2 separate regions of the Oryctolagus cuniculus genome follow, and region 1 is linked to region 2. The links are chromatin contacts, called in public Micro-C maps. All regions are on one chromosome and are shown on one strand. Each heading gives the region's core, a stretch centred on a gene start, on an enhancer-like site or on the middle of the called end of the contact. The rest is flanking DNA. Distances are from core to core; before and after follow the strand shown. Region 1 overlaps CDS2 (CDP-diacylglycerol synthase 2). Region 2 holds the start of CDS2 (CDP-diacylglycerol synthase 2).

Region 1 (4,653 bases), core at 447-2,946, 43 kb after region 2:
ACATTAGGAAGGGCTAGGAATACCTTTGTTATTATCAATACTGCACAGACACACACATACACATACATATTTATTCCAGTAGGATCTCAGACTTGGCTCTGAGAGGGATATTTGAGTCTCCGGTCCTTATTAAGGACCCTCCTGTCTCTGGCAATTTCTCTCCAGAGCCCTGTCTACTTGAGTGGGGGAGTTGACTGCCTGGACATCTGGCCACTGTCCTTGATTAAGAAAATGGCAGATATTTAGTAGAAAGGTTAGACTCAGAGTAATGGCTTTTCTCCAGCAGGAGGTTTGTAATTTGCATATAAAGCTGTGTAAGAAATAGTTTGTAGTATGTGTTACATATTAATGTTAGCCATCTCAAAACACACCGGACACTGGAGTAAGGGAAAAGGTTTATTGGGGAACACCCAACAGACCGGAGTGAAGGGGCAGTGAAGGAAAAAGAGAAAGTTTGAGAGAGCCAGAGGAGAGGGAGAAGAGACGAGAGGAGGAGAGGAGCCGAGAGAGAGAGCCAAGAGACCAGAGGAGGCTAGAGAGAGGAACCGAGAGAGAAGAGTCAAGAGAGAACCAAGAGAGCACGTGTTCAGGAACAGGCCCTTTTAAAACTTTGCCTGAGGGCGGGCAGGGAAGCTGGAGCAGCGAATCCCATTAGGATGGGGGTGGAGCCTGGCTCAGGTAGCTGGGCCTTGCAGCCATGTGGCTAAAACTGCACCAGTTTCCTAACAGTATGCAATGCCAGTGAAAAGGACAGAGTCGTTGGAAAAGTAACCAACCCGGGCCTTGAACACCACTTTTTAAAGCGGTTTCTCAGAAGATGAAAGAAAAAAAGCAGGGAAACCTAATGAATGGCACCACTTATTTTCTTTCCCTAATTATTAGCTCCTTTTAGGCAAACATGAACAGAATATATATATTATAAATTATATGTTATTAGTAAGGTATAAAGCTGAGTTGGCACCAGTAAAGAAATGGGGTGTGGGGTGTCCCCTGCCTGGAGCCCGACTGGCGGGTTGCCAGGGTTCTCTGTCTAGCCCTAGCCACAGCTTTTTGGTCAGGTGGTGTCACTGTGCCATCTTTAGAGGTTCTGAGGTAGGAGGATAGGCCCCTGACACCAACTGATAACCTAAAGGGAACCTCAGAATGACACTTTGTCAGCCCAGGTCAGGCCTTCAGGAAATTCTGAGAATTAGGAGGAGGTGAGAAGAGGCGGGCGGGACATGAGCCCATGAGGTGTCCACCTAGAGAGCCGCTGGAGTGGAGGCCTGCCCTGAGTGCAAGGAGCCTCAGAGCCTGCCCCCGGCCCTGCTTTCCTGGGCTGGCTGCTGTCTCCCTTGCTACACACGCTGTGCTGGACTGAGCCAGGTCCCGGGCAGAGCCACACCTTGACACTAGGAACTTCCTCTCCCATGCTCTGCTTCTCTTGCCTGTGTTGAAGGCAAGGTCCATGCTGTTCTGGACCCCACAGTGGGGTGAGGTTAGAGGGGCCCTGGAAAGCTGGTTGGGGGAGCTTTTTGAGCAAAAGTTTCTCCAGAAGTGCGGACTGCTGTCACCAAGCCCTTGTACCAGAACACATCACCCAGTGCCTCTGCCTGTCAGGAGGTGAGAGTCTGCATGAACGGAAAGGAAAGGGGCCTCCAGAGGAGCTTCTTTCCCTTTCCTTTTAGAGCAAGGCTCTTGTTTCCTGTTTACATCAACGCCACAACCCTAGGGGAAGTGCTGAGGAACTGTGGGAGGATGGGCGGTGTTTTTTTGAGATAGTCCTCTGTTCCGGGCCAGAAAGGAAGGAGGAGGGGCCGCCTGGGAGTGGTGAGATAGCCTGAAGGGGGAAGTGCTGCCCCCGGGCTGGGCCTTCACACCCACCCCCTACCATTGAGGTGGCAGTGGACACACTAGTCTGGTCCTGCTGCCAGAGCCTCTGCAGAGGCAGGGGAGATGGGGGAGTATGTGGGGCTTGTGAACTGGAACTCAGGGGTGCCAGCATATTGTCAGTGCAGATAGACACTTTGGTCCATGGAAATTCAAGTTGAATGGATGAGCTCATTAATTCAACAAATCTCTGGGTGCCCACTGTTCCAGACACTGCTCAGTGCAGTGGTGAACAAGTGCCCACAGCCCCTGACAGCACCGTGCCCAGCAGGTGTATATTGTGTTCAGCGTGTGCCCCTGTTTACAGCTAACTTATTAAGGTATCTGCATGCACTGATATGCATGAAAAGCATGCACAGGAAAGAAGCAGAAGTAAGCTCTAGAATGATCTCCCACCTTAGTGGACTGTGTGGTGCACACACTCTGCTGTGGAGAGCACTGACAAGTACTGTTGCTTTAACAGGTAGCCTTTGCATTGCAGATACCTTGGGCCTGCAGATGAGAGAGAGAAAGGCAGGTAGGCAAAAGCTGAGCTCAAATAATTTATTAACAACCAGGCCCCAGCAAGGCTGATGGCCACTGTCCCCCTCAGCTCCCTTGGGAAGGGCGCTCAGGTTGCCTGGGTGGGTGTTGAAGGCACTCATGCGCCTGTGTAGTCAAATTCCTGGTGGACTGGGATTGGGAAGGGTGGTACAGCAGAACCCTGTTGCCAGGGAAGCAGTATCCGGCTCCTACCGAGTCTTCCTGCTGCACATCTGCCTGTCTCGCCATCCCCTGCAGGAGCAGACTGACAGATGTGCTCAGCATCTCTGATTCTTGGCCCAGCGTCTGCCACTTTTCTTCTGGGCAAGAACTTAGGCCTGAGCACCCCCTCCTTCCAGGTCCACCGTGGAAGCTGCAACCAGCACTTGGCTTCCTTCACCTCACTTTGGGGATGGTATGAGAGTGAGTTAGGAAGCTGCCAGCTTGCAGGTTCTTAAAGGTTTCTACTCTGCTGTGATGTCCACACCTGGGGGTCAGGAGAGCTAGCTGACTTCCCCCACCTGTGGTCCCATTTCTGCCTGTGGGTGTGTGGTGGTCTCTGTAGGGCTGGTCTGCTGTGCAGGCAGCGACTCCAGATCTAGCTCCGAGAGTGCTTGTTCTGCAGGCTTGGGTGAATCCTGATGTTCCTGGCTTATAGGCAGGTACAGCCCAGAGAGTGATTCTTCTTTAGGCTTGTCCTTTCTGGGCCCTTCCTTCATTTCTTTGTTCATCCCAGTCACCTTGAAATCTTGGTAGTAAGGACAGTCACAGTGTCTGATAGTTCTCTGTCTCCTCTACTAGTCTGCCTCAGGATACCTTTCTTCTCTTCACCTCTTCCTGCAAGAAGGGAGCAGTCAGGGTTAAGAGAATACAGTGCTGGGCTAAGGTTCATGAAAGGAGGCCGGATGGCCCTGCGAGACTCAGCACAGGCCTTCCCCTGCAGGCCGCTGCTGGGCTCTGTTCCGGCCCTTCCCTGCCTGGGAAGCCAGCAGCCTTTGAGAGTCTCCTTGACAACAGGATGCACAAGTTAAAAATAACCCGGTGTGGGGCCTTCTCTGAGTAGGAGCAGCGAGTGCCCTCTTGCCTGCCTGCCTGCCTACTGTGCTTGAGCTCAGTGGTTGTGGCTTCGGAGAGCCTCTGTCTGGCCTTGTCAGAGCTGGGGTGCTCACATTTCGATGGCCCAAGCTTCAGCGGTCAGAGCCAAATGGTCGCAGGCCTTGTATTACAGGTGGCTGCCGCCAAGTGCCGGTGTAAATGTACCCTAAAGAATGGGAGCCATGGCTCTTGTTGTCTCTAATAGAGAGGGACAGCACCGGGGTGGTGCAGTATTTCAGAACCTCTTGGGGCAGTGGAGTACAGCATAGCCCTGGGTGGGAGTGTGCTGTAGCTCTTCAGGGCATCGCCACAGGGAGGCCTTTTTTATGAGGTGAGGACACCAACGCAGGCCCCCGCAGTGCTTGTCCAGAGGCCCCTGGCTCAGCTGGACAAAGTAAGGAGCAAGTCATGTTGTCAGGAGCTTTGGCCCTACTGACTAGGCCATCTCTGTGGGTGCCTGTCTCTGTATGCACAGTCTGCACTGTTTGTACCACAGCTGTCAGTGAGTGGAGAAATAGCTGTCACCACGCGGCAGGGGCTGAGTATCTCTTAGCCATACCTGGAATGAATTCCTGTCTTTCCCTCTCTCCTGTCTTTGCATCCATTAGTAAGTGTTTTTCTGTGGGTCAGGCATGGGGCTGTAATGAGAAGGTATGTGGAACCATTTTTAGGGAGCTTCTGGGTAACTGGGGAAGTGTTTATTAAAAAAGGCCCCATCATGTCAGTGCTGGGAGGGAGTGTTGGGAATAACAGTGACTGGGGTGAGAGGTTTGCAGAAGGCTGGGGGAAGACAGGAGTGCATAAAAACACCCATAAGCCAGTCTAAAGGAAGGCAGAAGATAGCAAAAAAACTGACCAATAATCTGATAAAACTGTTGGGCCATTAAACATAATATGAAATCCCATTCAATTTCATGTTTGTGTTCATTCTTCGGGGAAATTCAAATTGTTAGTGCAACTTAAAACTGCCTGGCTGTTGCTGGGCTTGCACACGTATGTAACACAGTCTCGAAAGAGGTGATGTGATTGTTGTGATTCCTAGTTTGCATCATTCTGAGTTTCTGCTGAAGAGTAAGATGGGCTCCAGAAAGACAGGTTAGTAGGAGACATGCGGCCATGTAGCTTCCCAGCACCCCCGTGTCCTGCCACTGCTTTCCTCCCAGTGCT
Region 2 (4,841 bases), core at 1,076-3,575:
AATTGCTCATTGACAATTCTCTAAAGAAGGGAAATGACTATTCAGGGAATTGAAGAATTTTCATGCCATTTGTACTGTTTACTGCAGTTTTCAAGGATCAAGATGAGGGGCAGTGTTTTAATTATAGAATAATAATTGCAGCAATAGCTGCCTGCTTAGAACCTGCAGTCAGCCTGCATATTCTAGGGGACTAGGAATCCCACGTTAATGACCTCTGTTAACCAACATAGCATCTAAAACCAATGGAACCAACTAAGGAGTGTAACGAAAAGAAATTGCTGTCCCAACCCTGGAAGAAATGATCCTAGAAGACAGTTCACATAAGGAGCAACAGGGAAGATCAGGTAGACAGGAGGTGCAAAGTGATGGAAAGCAACAAAATTCTTATTTGGGCAAGAGGTGGAGGGAGATTTTAAGATTTCATTCTACAGTTGAGGGAAAGGTCTTAGAGCTGTCCTAAAAGCCCATCAGCATCAGCATGGCTTTCAGACATGTCTGAGTACCTGATCCCTGCTCTTCAGACACTGACTTCCGGGATGTACTTGTTCTGAACTCTGCCTGGGAGGGCTGAGCATGAGGAAGGTCACCACGGGTCTGTTTGAGGTCATTGTCCTTCGTGGCAATCACACAGGCATTCTGACATTGGTTTAGGCTGGGTTTGAAAGGAGACAGCTGAGCTTCTGAAACGGCTCTCAGGCTCACTCACTCCCATGTGAGCTTTCACAGTGAGGTGCGGCTCTGGCCACTAACACCTCCACCTGTTCCAGAAGATGAACTTTCAGGGCCTGCAGCTGATAAACCTTGAAGCTTCATTTACTCAAGAGGCGACCTGGGGGCTGGTGATGTGGCATAGTGGATAAAGCTGCCGCCTGCAGTGTCCGGCTGCTTCACTTCTGATCCAGCTCTCTGCTATGGCCTGGGAAAGCAGTAGAAGATGGCCCAAGTGCTTGGGCCCCTGCACCCATGTGGGAGACCTGGAAGAAGCTCCTGACTCCTGGCTTTGGATAGGCACAGCTCTGGCCATTGCAGCCATCTGGAGAGTGAAACATCAGATGGAACACCTTTCTCCCTCTCTCACTCAGCCTCTGCCTGTCTGAAACTCTTCCTTTCAAATAAAATAAATCTTAAAAAGCCAACTGCTCTCCAGGTCAGGAAGTGATCACTGACATTGGTCAAAGTGGTGGTCACAGGGTTTTCAGATTAAAGGAGTTTTCAAATTACCATCAGTATGTTGTTTACTTTTATCAATAATGAAAGACCATGTAGGACTCAAAAAGCAAACTTTCTTGTAATAAATTATGGCCCAAAGGGAGTGGTATCTTTCAAAACAAACAAAAACAAAACTGAAGTGTTTGGGCAATGTCGTTAAATAGGAAACAGGGTTCAGAGTTCAGTGCTCCTTCCAATCTATTTAGACTGTTACGGGAACATGCAAACATGCTCCTATAGAAATCAGGAATATCTGATGCCCTTCTCGAAATTCTCACTCCTTTCCCCAAAACGCACAGCTTGGGCCAAAACTGGTGATAGGAACTAGCAACCCCTCTGTGTGCAGATGTCTCTCTGTGTTAGACTCCAACATGGTGAAGGGTAGTTATCCTAACTTTGCATCCCTGACGCGGCAGTGAATCGGAGGCACTGAAGGCAGTGCTGGAACAGAGGCAGCCGTGAGTCCGGGCAGGCCACAGGCAGTACAGGACAGTAAGCAGGTTAAAGGGGGAGCTCGCTGATAGATATCTCCGCGTCCGGATTCCTGTTAGCTCGTTGCTGCCTAGCCGTGGGGCTGTAAGCGAAGTCACTTTCCCCTTAGGAGCTTCACACCCATTCAACAAGCACTTGGGACGTGTACTAGAGCAACTAAACAACCAAAGCTACGCCTCCGCTCCGCGCCTAACGCACAATCGGCGCTCCGTGCGTGATTGCTGGAGACCGCTTGGCGAAGCCACGCAGTCCCAAGTTTCCTTATCACGTGATTCCCTTCTCCTAGGCAGGCTGGCCGACCTGGGCTCTCCAATTAAGGCCGCACAAATGTCCACAGGTGTGAAAAGCAAGAGCCCTGGCCACTGAAGACCCGAAGCCGAGGGCCATGAGTACCAAGCGCGCGAGAGCCCTGGGCAGCGCCTCTAGCCCTCAGCAACCCGTTACCTTCCGGACCCCGGGCGTCCCGCCAGTCTACCACGGTCAAGAGGCAGCTCCCATTGGTTGATCTCGCTCGGAAACGCACGCCTCTTCCCGCCCCCTCACGCTGCCACCCAACGCTCGCCTCTCCGCTCCGCTCGGCTCCGCCCCTCAGCCCTGCCTCCCTGGCATATTCGCACCATTGGTGGATCTCGCCGGCTGTGATGGCGGCAGTGCGCGTGCGCGCTCGCTCCGAACCCTCTTCCCGGGAGGAGGAGCGAGCCAGCCGGGGCTGGGGCAGGCAGACCGTGCTCGGCCGGAGTGGAAGGGCTGCTGCTGGTGCGGCGGCGACGGTGCTGGGCGGGGCCGAGCTCCGGAGCTGTCGGCTCGGCTGTGGAGGGGCCTGTGAACCGCTGCGGAGCTGTAGAGCGCCGGGGCTGGACTGGGCCGGCCGAGAGAGTCCGCGCGCGCCCGCTCTGAGCTGCCCGCTCCGGCGGCCGCGCTGCTCACCAGCATGACGGAGCTGAGGCAGAGGGTGGCCCGCGAGCCGGACTCAGTTCCCGAGGACAAGGTAGCGGCAGCGTTGTGGTGGGCGCGGCCGGGCCGCGGCGGCCCCCGGTGGCCCAGCGTGGGGCGCGCACCTAGGAGTCGCCTCGCTGACCCTTTTGTCGCGGCCGGCGGCGGCCCCGGGCCTGGGCAGCGCAGAGGGTCCTCGGGGCCCCCGCGCGTCGCGGGTCAGCGGACCGGGGCCCGGGACAGGGCTCCGAGTCTACCTGGGGGGCGCAGGAAGGAGCACGCCGGGGTTGCGAGCAAGGCGGCTCCCTCGCAGGGCCGGTCGGGGTCCCTTAGCTCCCCGAGGCCTTCCTGGGAGGCGCGACTTAGTCTCTGCGCCCCCTGTAACATGTTATGTATTTATTTTGAGGCTGAGGGAGTCAAGACAAGGCCACAGGGCATTGCCTCCTGGGAGATCGAAATCTCTCCCGGGGAGTAAAAATCCGTTGGCTTTGAGCAGAGAGGTGTGTTGATTCACGCCGTGGAGCGGCTCGGCGGTCAGCAGGTGTTGCAGGGTGCACCTGGCCAGGCTTGTTTGCTGCGCCAAGCGTGGGCACTGATGGGGTAGAGGAGAAAGGTAAGGAGGAGGCCATCTTGGCGGGGACACAGGTTGTGAGGCGGGGTGAGGATGGGGAGCGGACTCCTCTCGTTTAGGGGGAAGGTGGGCAGGGGCTGATATTCTGTGGACGCTGGATGGCAGCGGAAGGGTTGGGACTTGGCGGTCGGATTGGTGCTTTTGTAGTTAGCAGTGTATTTGGAAGTTGATCTTGCCCTGGTGTGTGGAATACACTGAGGGAGCCTGGGCTAGGGTGATGGGGACTGGTTAACGCTGGGGGGTTGCCCACAGATGATGTTTTGTCTTAAAAATCAGAAGATCCTCCCAACACTCTGAATTTCTTACCTGCCTTGGGTAATTGGAGGGTCTGGCATCGCATTCTCACCTGAGCAGCAGTAGGCTGGACTTGGCGATCATTATTGCACTGTCCCTGTTGCCTTATACCAGACCCACAGCACCGACTTCTGTGGCCTGTACTTAGATCACTAGAAGAAAGGGGCATTAGGGAGACTTCAGGAAGCAAGTAGTGGCACCATGTGGTGATGGATGTCAACAGAGCAGTTATGGTTGGAAAAATGCTGTTTCAGATAGTTTTTTTTTTTTAAAGATTTATTTAGTTATTTGAAAGGCAGATTCGCAGAGAGACAGAGGGGTCTTCCTTCTGCTGGTTCATTCCCCAAATGGCCCCTGGAGCCAGGAGCTTCTTCCTGGTCTCCCATGGGGTGCAGGGGATCAAGGACTTGGGGCCGTCTTCCACTGCTTTCCCAGGCCATAGCAGAGAGCGGGATCAGAAGTGGAGCAGCTGGGACTTGAACTGGTGCCCATAAGGGATGCTGGCACTGCAGGCAGCTGCTTAACCCACTATGCCACAGCACTGGCTCCAATAGTTTTTTTTTATTTATTATTTATTTTTATTTTTTTGACAGGCAGACAGTGAGAGAGACAGAGAGAAAGGTCTTCCTTTGCCGTTGGTTCACCCTCCAATGGCTGCCGCGGCCGGCGCGCCGCGCTGATCCGATGGCAGGAGCCAGGTACTTATCCTGGTCTCCCATGGGGTGCAGGGCCCAAGCACCTAGACCATCCTCCACTGCACTCCCTGGCCACAACAGAGAGCTGGCCTGGAAGAGGGGCAACCGGGACAGAATCCGGTGCCCCGACCGGGACTAGAACCTGGTGTGCCTGCGCCGCAAGGCGGAGGATTAGCCTAGTGAGCCGTGGCACCGGCCTCCAATAGGTTTTAAACACCTTTTTTGTTTTTGCTGTTGAAGGTGGTTCATTCGGGAGAACCGTCCATATTGTTTTTTAGAACATTTTGAAGAAGATACAGGGCTGCGAGTGCAAATTTAGGAGTCTATTGTAGGGATAAGTCTATTGCCCTAGAATGTCTTGGTTCCTCTTGAAAGAACTCCCTGCTCATTCTGCGTAGCTGGTGAGAGTTCAGCTCTCTGAAGGGCGCTGTCATACTTGATGTTAATGGAACCTGGTGGGCTAGAAGGTGTGAGGAAGGAGAAAGAAGGTATGATAGCTGGTGGGCCGCATTTTTGAAAAGCTAGCTGTAATTATTAAACCTGGTTAGAAAAAAGTGCCAAGTAAGAACAACCTCAGGATTCTAAGG

Evidence for each region. A called contact is a pair of places that touch in the nucleus more often than the background predicts.
Region 1: a contact with region 2 is called in a Micro-C map of ear pinna, with 3 times the contacts expected there. The contact joins the enhancer-like site here to the promoter of CDS2 in region 2. A contact is called at or near these places in 3 of 6 Hi-C or Micro-C datasets (ear pinna, liver and an unstated tissue).

What each region holds. Positions count from the first base shown.
Region 1 is chr11:30,240,710-30,245,362 of mOryCun1.1, forward strand. The region is part of intron 1 of CDS2 (CDP-diacylglycerol synthase 2); the gene reads left to right. Among named protein-coding and RNA genes, the nearest start is that of CDS2, 44 kb to the left of the region's middle. Within about 2 kb of position 1,697, at least 5 of the 8 cell types and tissues checked have an H3K27ac peak or open chromatin away from gene starts, as enhancers often do. A contact at or near this core is called in ear pinna, where this site is marked.
Region 2 is chr11:30,197,002-30,201,842 of mOryCun1.1, forward strand. It overlaps CDS2 (CDP-diacylglycerol synthase 2), which reads left to right and starts at 2,326. Exons shown (of 13, transcript XM_008256281.4): 1 at 2,326-2,689. The coding sequence starts at 2,633.